Regions from separate parts of the Sus scrofa genome. Here region 1 is linked to region 2. The links are chromatin contacts, called in public Hi-C maps. All regions are on one chromosome and are shown on one strand. The core of a region is the stretch at or near the end of the contact, and the rest is flanking DNA. Distances in the headings are between cores, read along the strand shown. Region 1 holds the start of NR2C2AP (nuclear receptor 2C2-associated protein). Region 2 holds the start of SUGP1 (SURP and G-patch domain-containing protein 1).

Region 1 (2,931 bases), core at 363-2,862, 100 kb after region 2:
AGAGGGCTTAGGGCCATGCATATCCTCCCTAAGGAAACTTTGCCAAGTGGCTGTAAAATGGGAGTGACTGGGACCAACACAGCAAGTTCGATGAGCCAGTGGATAGACAAAATGTGGCTTTGAGTTAAACACAGGGTTAAGCCCTCAACAACGGTCAGCCAGTATTGTAATGTGTCAGCCTGAAGAACTCACTGAATTCTCCAGCAGTCTTAGAAATAGAATTCCCTCCCTTTCACAGATGAGAAAACTGAGGCTCAGAGGTGTTGACATATTTGTCCAAGATCATACAACCATGGAGTGAGTGGCCCAAGCAGTATTTGAACCACATCTGGGCCTTCCAGTTTCCATGCTCTTACTAAATTCCTCTGGGGTAGGAAGGTGTTTTTGACATTCCCAGTCCCAGCCCTGAAATGAGCAGAGCCAGGTCTGGTTGGCAGCAGACCATGACTGAATGCAGGAAGTCCTGGCAGGCAGGGGCTGATGGGGCAGCCCTTCCGCTGGTGTCCCAGTTTCCCAGCCAGCCCCCACTCCTGGTGTGGACTTGGGCAGACACTAGTAGGCTGCCAGGAGGACCGTTCCCCTAGCCCTTGAAGAAAGGGGCTGCATCTTAGACCGTTCAGTTAAAGCCAGGAACTGCATCCAGTGGTTGCTCTGTCTCAGAACCCTCCATTCATGCAGATTGGATGGTGTACGACCCTTTCTCAAACACCTTCTGTGACTGCTTTAGGCCCATCAGGATCTGGCTCCACATATTTTATTCAAATTCGTGGTCTTTCATCCAACCAGGCCTTTGCTTATGCTATTCTTTCTGCCTGCCACTCACTTCCCCATTTTTCTCACCCTGGTCAATTCCTGCCCACCCATTAAAGTGCAGGTACAATATCTCCTCTCCCAGGAAACCCTCCCTCCAGGAAGAGCCCCTGCTTCCCCAGCCCTATCTCCCCCTTTGGCTTAGCCCTGGTCTTATGGGGTGGGAGTTTATGTGTCTAGCTCTGTCTTACCCAGATTGGGAGATCCTCAGGTTTGAAGCTGGAACTGAGGCCTCTTACAGTTTGGCATCACTCAGCACAGGGCTGAACAATAGGGAGTGGTGGGAGTTGTTTAGTGAATCAGTGAACCAAACATTTAGCTGTATTATCTGAGGTTTTGTATAATCCAATTTGGCAAACTCCTTTTCATCCTTCAAAATCCACCTCATATTCCCCCAAGAAGCCCATCCCAGGCATCTTTTACTGAGAAGACCAAAGGAAGCCAGTGCTCGCAACATCTTGGCCTCTTCCTCAACTGTTCGTCTGGCCTCTGGGAGGCAGTGAGGTGCAGGGGTTCCCAAGTTGCAGTTGCAGTTAGGGAATGAATTGAGCAGACTTCATTCTGCCGGCAGTAAGACATCATTATAAGAAGTCTCTCGGACTCCAAAACTAGTGCTCCATACCCGCGGGCACCAAAGGACAGTGCTCCGCACACAGTAGGCACACAACTGCTTTAGATGCTATCCTCTTGCCTCCATCTCCGAGCGATACGCAGTTATTGGGCGAGAGCCCTTTAAGAGGCGGGCACTGAGGGGGCGGGGCTCAAGTTAAACTCGGCCTCCGGAGTTAGGGATGGGCGTGCCTGAGTCACACTGCGTCTGCGCGGTGTTCACGTGGTTCCGGATCTGGGTTTGGTTTATAGATCTGTTAGAGAAACTGAGGCTCGGAGAGGAAGCAACCGCCCCGAAACCCACAGGAAACCTGTTTCCCTTCGTTGGACCCACTGTGAAAGGCCTGGCCCCAGGTCATTGTCAGTTTCCCAGTTTTTCCAGAAAGGAGGTGATCCAGGCGACATTTAGGACTGGAGTGGAGAGATAGTGACGGTTCTTGTGCGGTGTTACAGGTGAGGACGTGCACCCTCAGATGTGAACGAGGTCGCGCCCCTGTAGCTGCTTTGGTGCCTGGATTCGAACCGGGGCTGAGCCGAGATCTGAGTCCTCCGAGGCCTCGTGGAGCCAAGATGACCCACTCTTTGGTTTGCCCAGAGACTGTTAGCAAGTGAGAGAGGGAACCAGGCGGGTGCGGGGGGGTAGGGGAGGGGAGGCGGCGGGAAGTGGCGAATGGGGCCCTGGACCTGGGGTCCACAGAAATTGGGGAACCAGTGGTGAAGGAGGGGTGGGCCCGGTAGTGGGCAGGCCCTCGCCGCTGGGCTCAGCGCCTCTCCACGCCTTGATGCTGGTTGTTTCCAGGGTAAGTTCTGTGTTGAATCGTAACTACCGGCAGTTTGGAAAGAAACACCTGTTTGACCAGGATGAGGAGACGTGCTGGAACTCAGATCAGGTGAGGCACTCTCTCCCTGAACCCTCCATCCCCAGTGTGAACTAGAATCAGGGCAGTCAGGTTGGCCAAGGAGGAAACATGTGCTCACTGTGCCCTCCCACCTTCCACGGACTGTGTGAATGAGAGAGGGGCATAGCAGGGCTCTGAACCTGGAGTGACTGTGTACTGGTTTCCCTGTCTGCTTCCAGGGCCCCTCCCAGTGGATAATACTGGAGTTTCCCCAGCGCATCTGTGTCTCCCAACTGCAGATCCAGTTCCAGGGGGGCTTCTCCAGTCGCCAGGGTCGTCTGGAAGGTAATGGGAGGCCCTGGAAGGTGGGGGATTGGAGGGGGCACAATGGCCTCACAATCTGTCCCTTTCTCCTCTTCAGGTTCCCAGGGGAGTGAGGCTCTTGCTAAGATTGTGGACTTTTACCCTGAGGACAACAACTCGCTTCAGATATCCTGCCTTAGCCTCCGGGTGGGGTGGTCTGTGCCTCTGAAAGCTGTGGGTCCTGGTGTGTGACCTTAAGCAAATGGTCTCTACATCTGTCAAATGCGCTAATAATCTGTTCTGTGCGAGAGTTCAGAGGGGCCCACAGCTGCCAGGTTGCCTAGCATGTTGGTGATACCAACCTGGGGCT
Region 2 (2,909 bases), core at 113-2,612:
TCTATTCAAGAAATCTCTCCTTTAAGCAGAATAAAACTGGGTAAATGTTAAATGGAGACATGAACTGACAGGAGCTAAGAAGTGTTGCTGTGGGAAGAAACCACAGCCAGAAAGGGCAGAATGACAGCCACTTTTCCACATTCTTTGAGGTACCAAGATCCCAAAAATCAACATGGGGAGATGGGGCCTGCTCTCTGAAGGGGATGGACTAGTGAATGGTGGGGAAAAGAGGAGTCACCAGTGGATATGGCAAAAGCAGGAGGCCCCAGCCCTGGAATCAAGACATCCCTCCCTCAGTTTTGCCTCCTTCTAGGACTTCAAATGAGCAACTCTAGGCTCTGAGCCTCTGCCTCCCACCTATGACTCTCCTCATCAATGATGTGGGGCACAATAACCTCCAGACCCTTCTCAGACATGCGTGTCCTGAGAGAGGATGCCTTCCTAGATTTCTTCAGAGACCTAACTTCAGACTCTCAAGGGATGCCTGGACTGTCACCTGGACCTGAGTCACCTCAGAAGGGCCGGCCTGGAGGCATCCCCATAGGTGCTATCTTGAAAACCTTAAGAATTTGGGGACCCTGTTGCTTCTAAAAGAGACAGCTGTCGGAGTACTCGGAGCAGGGTCCTAGGCCTCTGCCTGTCACCAGACACTTTAAGTAAGGTACGGGACGAGGCCCTCGGGTCCCCTGAGAGGCTGACGTCTTCGGGGTCTTGCTGCTTGTGCGGAAGTCACGCCTCAGGCCCCCGAGAAGTGACCCAGGCGTCCCCGCACGCCAGGGTCGCGACCCGTCAGCCCAAGCACGGAAAGGAGCCCCGCGCCTCCTCCCTCGCGGCCCGGCCCGCGCTCACCGCCTTCTCTAGGTGGCTGCGCGCCTGCTCGCTGTTCTTGGTGTGGTGGTAGAGCACAGAGCCGAGCTGCAGGTGCGTCCGGGCCTCGATGCGCTGCGGCGGCTTGAAGGGGAACACGGCCTGCAGGCAGTGAACACACAGGCGGATCTTAGGCGGACTGGAAGTGCGGAAGTGCTCGGCGAAGCCCAGAAGAGCCAGGTACCACGACTCGGCCGCTTCGGCCTGCGCTGCCTGGGCTGCCGCCGCCTGGGCCGCCGCAGCCGCCTGAGCCGCCATTTTGGCTCCACAACAACAAGCCGCCGCCACAGGGAGGCGGAAGCAGGCGCGTGGGGCGGGGCCGGGCGCTCCTCGCGTCTCTCGCGAGAGCCGCTGTACAAAGCAACCTGGAACATGTAGTTTGTATTTGGAGTGGCCGTGGCTCCGAGAAAGTCTGAGAAAAGGCGACACCTTCTGTTCCTCAGGACTGAGACCGGAGTGTGTCTATGGACTGAAGTTTGCATTCCTGGCGGGAAAACCCTCAGGTGTCCAAGGAATGGCAGGGCATGGCTTGCCGATATGGACTACATCTCCCATCAGGCAATGCGCACTATAACTGGCCCCCCTCCGGTGGCGCCCGAGCATTGTGGGATTGGATGAGTCTCAAGATGGACAACCGGGATGTTGCAGGTAACAGCCCCCGCCTCCCCTCAGGCGTTCGCCTGAATCCTCCGGCTACGCGTCTTAGCTTCGCCCTCCTCTCCGGCCTGCTAAACTCACTGGCCTTTAGCCTCAGCATGTAGACAGCCGGAAGCGGCGGCTTCTGCACCACCCCCGTCTGCCGAGATCCAAGACCTAGTTGCTACCTACCCCCACCCCCACCCCCGCTGATTTGCTGAGAACGCCGGCTTTCCTTAAAAGCCGTCACCGGGATCTGCCCTGTGCCGCTTTTCCGATATAACCACCCTCAGGGCTGCTGCAAGCTCAGCTCCCCGAGCCAGCGGCAACCTTGGATTGTCCTGCTCCTCTCTCTTAGCAGCTCCCGCCTGGCCTGTATCCCACTTTCTGAAGAAGCTGCCTGAACACTTTCGTGCATCTTTCGAGCCCCCAGTTTACCACAAGCCTTGTCTTTCCTTGTCTACCCACCTAGACTGAGGTGCATTCAGCAGATATTCATTGTACTAGGCACTGTACTAGGTAGAGAGGATGCAATGGTAACCAAAACAGGGCCTTGCCTTCCTGAAGGTTACTTTCTCTTGGGGCGTCGGACAATGCACCAAAGAAGAAATATTTACAGAGACTGAATTATGATGATGTGAGGCAGTGGAGGTGGAGGCTGCTGATATGGGTAGTCAAGGAAACCTTTCTGAGTAGAAGATAATTAAAATAAGAAGATGCCAGTTGTAGGAGGACCTGCAGGGTAGAGGGAGACAGCAAGTGCCAAGGCTTCCAGGGCTTGCTATTTAATGAGTGTCAGGGGGAGTTCCTGTTGTGGCTCAGTGGGTTAAGAATCTGATGTTGTCTCCCTGAGAATGCAGGTTAGATCCCCGCCCTTGCTCCGTGGGCTCCAGTGCTGCTGCACTGTAGGTCACAGATGCAGCTAGGATCCCATGTGGCTGTGGCTGTGGTGTGGGTCAACAGCTGCAGCTCGGATTTGACCCTTAGCCCAGGAACTTCCATGCACTGCAGGTGCAGCCCTAAAAAAAAAAAAAAAAAAAAAAGTGTTAGGAATGAAGTGGAAGTGGGGAGGGGAGCCATCTCTGATAGGGCCTTGAAAATCTGCTTTCAGAATTTGGATTTTATTTTTATTTTGAGTCCCATGGGGAACCTTTGTGATGTCGTCTTCATCTGCACAGCTACCACTCTTCTGAAAACAGCATTGTCTTTTTTTGGGGGATGGGGTCTTTTTTTAGAGCTGTACCTACTGCATATGGAAGTTCCCAGGCTAAGGGTCAAATCAGAGCTGTAACTCCTAGCCTACACCACAACAATGCAGGATCTTTAACCTACTGAGTGAGGCCAGGGATCGAACCCAAGTCCTCATGGATACTAGTTGGGTTTGTTGCCACTGAGCCACAATGGGA

The links. A called contact is a pair of places that touch in the nucleus more often than the background predicts.
Region 1: a Hi-C map of liver shows a contact between it and region 2, with 2.7 times the contacts expected there. The contact joins the promoter of NR2C2AP here to the promoter of SUGP1 in region 2. A contact is called at or near these places in 2 of 5 promoter capture datasets (fetal skeletal muscle and liver), 6 of 47 Hi-C or Micro-C datasets (fetal heart ventricle, heart right ventricle, liver and 2 more) and 1 of 2 datasets of contacts at active chromatin or transcription factors (alveolar macrophages).

Annotation. Positions count from the first base shown.
Region 1 is chr2:58,674,375-58,677,305 of Sscrofa11.1, forward strand. NR2C2AP (nuclear receptor 2C2-associated protein) reads left to right here and starts at 1,613. Exons shown (of 6, transcript XM_021083440.1): 1 at 1,613-1,773; 2 at 1,873-2,027; 3 at 2,219-2,309; 4 at 2,498-2,603; 5 at 2,680-2,747. The coding sequence starts at 1,990.
Region 2 is chr2:58,573,072-58,575,980 of Sscrofa11.1, forward strand. It overlaps SUGP1 (SURP and G-patch domain-containing protein 1), which reads left to right and starts at 1,363. Exons shown (of 15, transcript XM_021083429.1): 1 at 1,363-1,515. The coding sequence starts at 1,392. It overlaps MAU2 (MAU2 chromatid cohesion factor homolog), which reads right to left and starts at 1,177. Exons shown (of 19, transcript XM_021083430.1): 1 at 850-1,177. The coding sequence starts at 1,125.